2 separate regions of the Danio rerio genome follow, and region 1 is linked to region 2. The links are chromatin contacts, called in public Hi-C maps. All regions are on one chromosome and are shown on one strand. Each heading gives the region's core, a stretch centred on a gene start, on an enhancer-like site or on the middle of the called end of the contact. The rest is flanking DNA. Distances are from core to core; before and after follow the strand shown. Region 1 holds the start of trabd2b (TraB domain containing 2B). Region 2 overlaps si:ch211-120j21.2 (a long non-coding RNA gene).

What was found. Hi-C and Micro-C count contacts between places; a contact is called where the count stands out from the background.
Region 1: a contact with region 2 is called in a Hi-C map of an unstated tissue, with 4 times the contacts expected there. The contact joins the promoter of trabd2b here to the enhancer-like site in region 2. A contact is called at or near these places in 3 of 18 Hi-C or Micro-C datasets (caudal fin, embryo and an unstated tissue) and 1 of 4 datasets of contacts at active chromatin or transcription factors (caudal fin).

What each region holds. Positions count from the first base shown.
Region 1 is chr8:21,771,403-21,776,008 of GRCz12tu, forward strand. trabd2b (TraB domain containing 2B) reads right to left here and starts at 1,407. Exons shown (of 7, transcript NM_001270477.1): 1 at 1,297-1,407. The coding sequence starts at 1,407. The region is part of intron 6 of si:ch211-120j21.2 (a long non-coding RNA gene); the gene reads left to right.
Region 2 is chr8:21,667,831-21,672,598 of GRCz12tu, forward strand. si:ch211-120j21.2 (a long non-coding RNA gene) reads left to right here. Exons shown (of 10, transcript XR_002459373.3): 6 at 3,810-4,037. trabd2b (TraB domain containing 2B) reads right to left here. Exons shown (of 7, transcript NM_001270477.1): 6 at 3,787-4,032; 7 at 3,471-3,687. The coding sequence ends at 3,471. Among named protein-coding and RNA genes, the nearest start is that of si:ch211-120j21.2, 62 kb to the left of the region's middle. Within about 2 kb of position 2,196, at least 3 of the 62 cell types and tissues checked have an H3K27ac peak or open chromatin away from gene starts, as enhancers often do.

The DNA of each region.
Region 1 (4,606 bases), core at 157-2,656, 100 kb after region 2:
AGAAGGTCACGTTCGCAGACCCTCGGCTCTGTTTTATGGAGTAATTTCTTAACCAAAAACAGGCCTCGCAGTACTCGCGTATTATGAGTTATATAAAGAACGCACAGGTCATGTCCTGTACAATGGGACAAATAATGATATTAATCTTCAGGAAAAGATAAGCATTAATTGTCAAAACATATAAAAGGGTAAATTGGCAGAACCCTTGCGTGCATAATGCATTATTTCAACAAAGCCGCATTTCGGTTGCAAACATATACCGAATGAGGGAAAGACAAACCAATCTCTTTTAAGACGCAGGATAGTGGATGTTACATATTTTAAGGAAAGCGTATCTTATGTTTTCTTCCTCGAGCTATGATGAGTGCTCTCCTCCACGAACTCTATGGCTCAGATGAAAGCGAGACGTTAATTGCGTTAAACAGCCTCGCACATTTGCCAAATTTTTAATGAAGTAAATATGCTCGATAACTACTTTAACAGTTCTCGTCTCACTGAAATGTGATCAGTTTACGGGGGTCAGGGATTTTTTTTCGATATAAATGCATTTGAAGTCTGTTCACCCGTGGGGTTCCCCCTTTTTCCTTTGACACATAAGCTGGCATTGCACTGGCAAGGGTTTAGCAGTATTTCACTTGGCAAAAAAAAATCATTTTTTCAGTCCCAGATTTGTGCGAGGACATAACAAGAAATGACAAGCGGTTGGCTGGAGGCCACTAAAATAATTGTTTTAAAATAGTTATTCCGTTAACTCACAATTTAACTAAGATGCAATGAATCTAATATTTGTTCTATAAAATTATTTTTCTATAGCAATTATAATTTTAATGTCATTCTAAAATGTTTTAATATATTCATTAGGATTTATTACCATTATGCAATTGTATTGTTGACATAATACAATACCTGTCAACCTTAGCTACATGTTTTACGTTAAAATAACGATTGCATTAAATAGTTGTGAAATAATGTTCAATGCAGATACAATTATATTTTAAGTAAATGTTGATAGGCTGAGATTGTACAGTTAATGTTGTTTTCTTCATGTAAATACGGCACGTTGAATTAAATCTTTAAACGGATTAGCCAACAATAATAATTTTGACTCATTTGACATGCGGGACATTTAATAAAACCTAACAAAAATTACCCATTAGCAGCGGAGTAGAGTTTCAGCAAATAAACAACGCATCAGTTTCAAATGTAAAATTTTATAATGTACTACATGTCTCGATGACATGAGGAGCGTGCAAGTGCGCGCGAAGCAACTTCAGAAAGTGTGCATGAGAAACTCACCGATACGGGCTTGTCACATTGCCGCGTGCTCTCGTGCGTGTCCCGGGCAGAGCCCACTTGAAAGAAAGCGCATAAAGTTACCAACCATCGCAGTCCCGACTGACAGTTCATTTCGAGACGAGAGGGCACAGGACACCTCGCGCTGCCCTCAGCTCCGGTCCCTCAGTTGTTTTCAAGTTTCTCCGGTTTTCACGGCACAGATAAAGTGTTTTCCGCCGGTGATGATAATGGGCTCACATTTGCAGTCTCGAAAGGGAAGCATTCTGCCCCTTCGCCATTCTCCTGCCCTAGACTTTCAAAGGGATTCGCGATCTCTCTCTCTCTCTCTCTCTCTCTCTCTCTCTCTCTCTCTCAAACTCTCTCTCAGTCTCACTATCTCCCTCTCTCTCCAGCTGTGGAGAGCACAAACTGCGCTGCGCCCCTCAAGTTTCCAGTTTAACTGCGCAGAGAGCGTGAAACGCCTTGAATGTTTCCCCCTCTGCTTGTTTTACAAGAAGAGGGGGAGAGCAGGTTCTTCTATAGAAGCATGCAACATTTTTTAGTAACCGAACAGCTTATGGATCATAGGCTATATATAGGCCTATATATATATATATATATATATATATATATATATATATATATATATATATATATATATATATATATATATATATATACACACACACACACACATAAATAAATAAATACATACATATATATATATATATATATATATATATATATATATATATATATATATATATATATATATATATATATATATATATATATTAAATATATTATTGTTATTATTATTAGTAACATACTGTATAATAAGCTGTTAATGTATGTAAAAAATTTTAGCTTATTTAATTTATGACATTTTGCATTTTGTTAATAACGCTACACGTCAATAAAAAATCTCTAGATTTATTTGACGGGATGTTTCTTTTGCCTGTTTATTTTTCAGTTAGTACGTGTAGTGTAGGCCTATTTTATTATTATTAGGCTGTACAGACATACGATTTTCCCTCATACCACGAAAATGTTGCTTACAAGGCCCCTTGATGTATTGCTAATAAGCTGTTGCTCACAAAAATTACCCACTACAATAAGCATGAACTAAACCTAAAATTGATTGACAATATTTTGGCGTTTGAATCTTTTAAAACCTTTTAGATTGTCACTAAATAATTTAGATTCTTCCATAAAACCCTTTGTTTTACATTTATGGTCGAATTGGATATATTTAGGCCTATTAAATCTATTTTTTATTCATATGGTATTGCAAATTACTATGTAACATTTGCAATCTTGTAGAAAACGCAAACATTTTGTTTTTTTAAGAGAAGCTGTCAACAGCAGTTTCTGCAGCTGATTATTTTCCATGATACATGACAATCTGACATTTTCGTCAAGTGCAGCATTCTATATGGCATAGCCATTGGTCTTTTACTGTAGGTCTAAATGTTTTGTTTCTGACATATTGTACAGTTTTCCCTTAATCCATCACTGTCAACGTCTATTTGACAGTAATGCGTGGTGGCCGTTGACTCGGATCATTTCTGCATTGACATGTACTTGATCGCAGGCGTAGCTATGATTAATGAATCCAAACACTGTAGGAAGTATTGCCTGTTAAAATATATTTTAAGTTTGTTTTTCATTCCAGGCCTCGTTAGGGATGTGTCATTCCGGCCAGTGCGGCTGGAAAATGAATGGTGGTGCTGAAAGCTAGTTGTCGTTTTTTCGCAGTGCCAGCTCTGGTGCCGTGACCCGTGTTATTGTCCGAGTGGATGGCCGAGTGACAGTGTCAAGTAGTGGGCAATTAATCATAGGGATCCTTCAAAACGAGGGCTACATAGAGCTGTGCTGGTGACAGCAGAAAGAGTCGACACAAGAGCCCCTTTGTGTTTCCATTGCGTCTCATTCTCCAGACTCTCCACAGGTCTTGTATGAGGCTCCAATGCGGGCATACTTGCTCTTACCTACTGTATATTTTCTGTCGGCTCAGTGATTGCACCACACTGATTACAGCCTTATATTTGTTTATGCGAGCCTGCTCAACCAGGCCTTGATGATGTGCAGTATCAGTAGGTTTTAAAGCACCACGTTTCAATCTCGTGTTGACTAACGATTAAATTATAGATCTGCTTACAGTCCTGTAATGAACGCTAAAACGCCCCTCCTCGTCGTTTCGCCCACATGCCGTATAGTTACAGTAAGAACTTCGTCTGAATGATAGATAATCCGCTGTAATTGTGTTATTCTACGGCTCATTAAGCGTGTGCGCTGTTTATTTGACTCGCGGTGAATGTCAATTTGAGCCCACATCTAGGCCTACATTCTTTCATTGTGTGTGTTCTGTTATTGAGGGCTTTTCCTTTTGTACTTGTCCTATGTATCACCAGTATGGCAAGCCACTTTGACATTTATAGGCGACATTTGTATCCTTTTTTTTCATGTATCAATTGTTTAAATACCAGTATCTTTTCCATTAACTACTAATTCATGTATGAAACTTTAGTAGCCTACTTATTAAATATATATTAGATTGATAGTATAGATTCATAATACAGATTCTAGTATTTATTCATTAGACTCTGTTTCCTATTTTTTTTACACATTTGATATTTTTGCTATTGATTTGTCATTGAGATATTTTAAATAATAAATAATCATTTACAGTATTTTGACACACCCATGATTTTAATGTCATGCATATAATGGCACTCCATTAACCAAGCTTGAAATATATTATCCTTATAGCACCTAGTCTGATACGACAAACTCATCTAAGTCGTTAAATACATTTATTTTCTTATATTTATTGTTCTTCAAAGCCGAAACAGTCTTTTATATATATACAATGATACAATATGGAACAGCGGTCAAAAACTGTATCACTACGTCTCTTTCTCTCTTTACATCAACCTGGATATGACGTACTGTAATCAGTCATCAATAACCATAAAAAGGCAAAACTAAAGCATACAGTTACAATATAAACATTCTTTTTATTGCAAACAATATAAATGCAATTAATAAATAATGGTAACCATACATTATATTCTGAAATTTGCATAATAAGTACGGCTCTAACACTGCATATACATTATCACAGTATATTGAGTACTTATTTATTAGCTGCATAGTAGTTATTATTAAATGGCTATTTATTCAGTAGAAGTATTATAATCAATATGTCAATATTGAAAAATACACTAGTAACAAATAAATATTTACAAATATCTATTTAACTAAATTTTATTAGTATTAAGTTATAATGAAAAGGTTCTAGTAACTAACGCAGGACTATTTAATTAGC
Region 2 (4,768 bases), core at 946-3,445:
CATTTAAGGGCCCTAACATAACCATTTTATGTATAAAACAATCTATAATTGTAGTAGCAATTGTGATTTGCAACTACATTCAGCATCTTTTCAGTTTGTAGCCTAGACGAGATGCTGAAACCACTCCATCTTGGTCTGGCCCTGATGGGCCTTAACCTTGGACCATATGACCATGCAAACGGGGGCTTTAAAGCTGAGGGGGTCCTGAAGGTGTGTGGGCCAAGTCATGCCTTTCACATTATATGCTTTAACATGGATGGCAAATCCAGCACGGTTAAACAAACTTAACCTTCATTTGTGAAGCGGTGCAACTCAAAGGGCAGAAAACGACTTGTGAAAGTAATTACCGCAAGGGAAAAGCAACAGGGGGAGTAGAGAGAGAGAGCGAGACAGAGTGGAGGTAAAGAACAGAAATCATTTAAGATGAAGAGGCATTTTTAATGAGTTTGCTCAGACATTGATTTTCCCCAGTAATCTTTTATTAATATGCAGTGGGTGTCCTGTCCCCGAGCCCAGGGAGGGGTCACAGGCTGTCAGGACCCCTACTCCCTCAAATAACACCCCAAAGCCCAGGGAAAATGGTATTTTAGCAAAGGCAAACATTGTCCTGTCTTGGCTTAAGGGGCGAAAAAGCTGTTTATTTTAAAACTTGTTCCTCTCTGTCTGGATGAGTAAGGTACTTTGAGGAAGAGCGACAAGAGGATAAAAGAAATGCATAAATCCATCTATAGCTTTGCATATTAATTTTATTTATTTAAGTGAAGTTGTACATGTTTAAACGTCTTCACCTGGTTGCAGTATCACCTTTGATAAAACAAAGACAAACATATTTACAACTGTGCAAAACAAAAAATTGTATTAGTGATAACTGTGTGAATAATAATTGTAATGTGTTGGAAACAATTGAATTATTTCCTTTCTTATATTGATTCTAACCAACTATAATATAATTTAACAATACACATTGTGTTTTGTGTCAGAGCTTTCTTGATTTTTTAAAATGAAAGTTTTTTTTCATTTAAAATTTAAATGGACAAATTTTAATTATTAAAAAGCAAATATTAAAATGACAGTTTTCTAAGCTCACCTTAAAATTAAAAATGTTCCTTAAAATTAGTAGAAAATTGTTTTACAAAAATTACATAATGTAACCTAAGAATATAAAAAATATATACACCTATTAAAATGTTTCAATGTCTCAAAGGTAAAGATTAGATCACGAGTCCGTTCCGTTACAAAGGTGTTGTCTGCCATCTAGCGGCTCAATGGCAGTATCGTAACCCTTGTGCATCCTTAAGGGTGATTATGTTGGCTCTAAAAGTCAAACATATTGTTTGGCAAATAGTATTGAATGTATTTCTGAGCACTGCAGGCCAAATGAATGAATGAATATTGTATAATTATAATTACCTATGAATTATGGACATCAGAGTTTGTTTTGTATTTAAATTAGAAATATGGATGCATGAGGTAGTTTTATTTTTATTTTTTGGTAATGCCTTTAAACATGCATGCTATTTAATCATTGATTAAGACACTAATAATCTTTAAACTTATGACCTGTAACCTTATTTTAAGGAATATAATATTTCCCTATTTATTAAAGACCGCAGTGACAAAACTTTGTCTGTGATCGCGTGTAAAAAAAAAATTCCCGTGGGTTTCCTTCGGGTGCTCCGGTTTCCCCCACAGTCCAGGCATATTGGGAATTGGATGAAAAAAATTAATGTCTGTTTGTGAATAAGAGAGTATATGGGTGTTTCTCAGGCATCCGCGCAAAAAACATTAGAAAAAATGGCGTTTCATTCCGCTGTGGCGACGCCTGATGAATTAAATACTAAGCCGAAGGATATAGTGCTTTTTAATGAAAGAAAGGGAGAGCTTTATAATGCTTTTGACATTGACATTTGTGTCCACTCTCTTCATGACTGTAAAAGGAGGGTTAATGAATACGTCATCGTTTAGGCTACTCATGTCATGTTTTTTATTTCTTTCTGGTTGTTGAGCTAAAAAACGAAAGATAAATAACTACACAACTTGTCCATTAAACGGTGTTTAATATTCCGCATGGTTAATAAGCTATGTGGTATCTTTTGTGTCAAGAACAAATTGAATTCAAAGCCCTTACCTGGCTATTTTCCTTTTACTGATTGGTCACATGACACGCCAGAACACCAAACGCTGAACCAAAGGCGCCATCTTTGAGTTGAGCAACTGTTGCAAACGTGAGTGTAAAGTGTTGGATTTGAATACACTTGCACATGAAGAACAATCAGACGATATTCTGCCTGATATATGTGTTAATGTTTCACAGTAGAAAATTATATTGCTTTTGAGCATGATGTGGGCGAGTGAAGACAAAATTAGCCTAGTTCTGAATTTTCTTTTAGAGCATATCTGAATTGGACAAAATATATAGGCCTAGGCTATGATAAATGTTGACTGTATAATTTATTTTTTACAGTTGGAGAAAGTAACTTTTAAAAGTACTATACAATATTTAGTCACTTTGTTTTAAAAAAAGTAACTAAATGTTTTACTTGATTGCTTTTTAAGCAAGGTAGGCTGTGTTAAAAATGTAACGTTTCCTAATACTGTTTATGTCTCTATTTATTAAATCCCTGAATCAAATGAGCGTTTACAGTTTAACTTGCAGAAGTGCAAAAAAGGTGGAGCTCAAGCTCAAGCTCCCCCTCGCTGGAGCTCAGCTCGCCCAAATGGCTCTGCAGCGAGCACCACTTGGGTTATATTTAACCTAACTCATAATATATTAAGCGCCACTAGAGGGCAGCATAGATGCGTTGAACTTAGTCTCATCAAACCTGAACACATCAAGAGAAAGGACAAATCAAAATTGTTTACATAACTTTGTTGACTTTAATACTTGAGAAATGCATGAAAATATACTCTTCATGAAATAATAAATATAAAATTTCTGTATGAACAAATGCACAATTTACAAAATATAAGTACCATCTCTGTGAACTATTAAGTCATTTAGTTATCTGCCAGTGACCATACCACATAATAGCAGTCTCTATTATATCATACTGATCATTTGGTATATTTGTTTTTGCCCATTTCACTCATCAGAAAAAAGGACATTCATATTTTGCTGTCTGCACTCATGGGGCAAAAGGGTACAGTCATCTGGGAATTCACATAAAAGTACAATCTGATTCTCATGAATCAACTCTGGCCAGAGACATTGCATAAGTATAACAAAATGTTCTAGCTTTTCTCTTATTGTTATTCTTAGCAACTACTATTTTACCAGATGCAACGATTAGAATTACTCACATTCGTGTTGTGTTACATACTGCGGCAACTAATTTATTGTAGGCAGACACCCAAAAATTGATCTAAGCAGTACCTAAATGTACTTAACTGCCATTTATTTTTACCACAGACGAAGTCACTCAGATAAAATTCTTGTTGGATTGTGAGCTTCCAAGAGACCCAGTTCCTCTTTAGGAAGCAAAAAGCAGTTGTGAAATGAGACAGGCCAAAAAACAAGTCAGCGCATATGTTGGGTTTGGAGCAGCGGAGTCAAGTGCGCTGGGGTTTGTGGGCTCACTGAGAGGCTTCAGTCTTTCTCTGAGTCTTTGTTGCTGTTCCTGTCGTATCTGAGGAGGCTCCACCGTCACATAGCCATTGGTTATCCTTATGCTTGGGTGTGGAGTCGTGCTGCGGTCAACATGAAAACAGAAATGTGTTTTTTATTAGTAAAAAGCTTTGAATTTCCTGCCTTGGAAATGTGGTTTCTGCCGAGTGTCATGTCCTCACCTGTCTCCTATGCGCACCCACAGGTCGCTGAACAGCCGAGGTCGACTGTGCGTATGATGGGTTTTACGAGGATGCTTGTAGCGGCCAAATTCCTCTAGCTGGCTGAGACTGTCAGGCAGCAGCATATGGGAGAGTTCTTCCTGGCTGATCTCCTCCAGCTCAGGAGTCTCTGATGTCCATTCTGTCACTGACTCGAAGCTGTCTTCGGTGGGATTCAGTGTGGTCGCCTCCCGCTCAGACCAGCTCCTTGGGTGAGAACATGTGGAAGTTATCAAGCCTGTGGCATCATGCAGAATTTTAATGTGAAATAGTCTAAACAATGGTAGTTTATTAATGTATATTTTCTTCAATATTTATACTGGCAGTTAATGATGCATCATACATCTTTATCATATCAGTTATCAGGTGATATTGGTTATATATTAGTCCATTTGACATTTAATTGGCAATAGCATTTCCCCACATTTTAAACATGGGCTGTTTAAAACTACATGAAAAAATGTATGTGAAGAAAGATGAGTGAATTCACATTGATAAGAGAGTAGTATACAAAGTATCAGGATGACTTATTACTTCCAGTGAGATTCTAAAATGTGCAATTATATTATATTATATTGCATTATATTATATTATTTTATATTATATTATATTATATTGCATTGTATTATATTATATTATATTGCATTATATTATATTATATTATATTATATTATATTGCATTATATTATATTATATTATATTATATTGCATTATATTATATTATATTATATTATATTGCATTATATTATATTATATTATATTATATTATATTGCATTATATTATATTATATTATATTATATTATATTATATTGCATTATATTATATTATATTATATTATATTATATTATATTATATTATATTATATTATATTATATTATATTATATTATTATCCAGCATATGTTTTAAGCAGCGGAAGCCCTTCCAGCCGCAAGTCAACACTG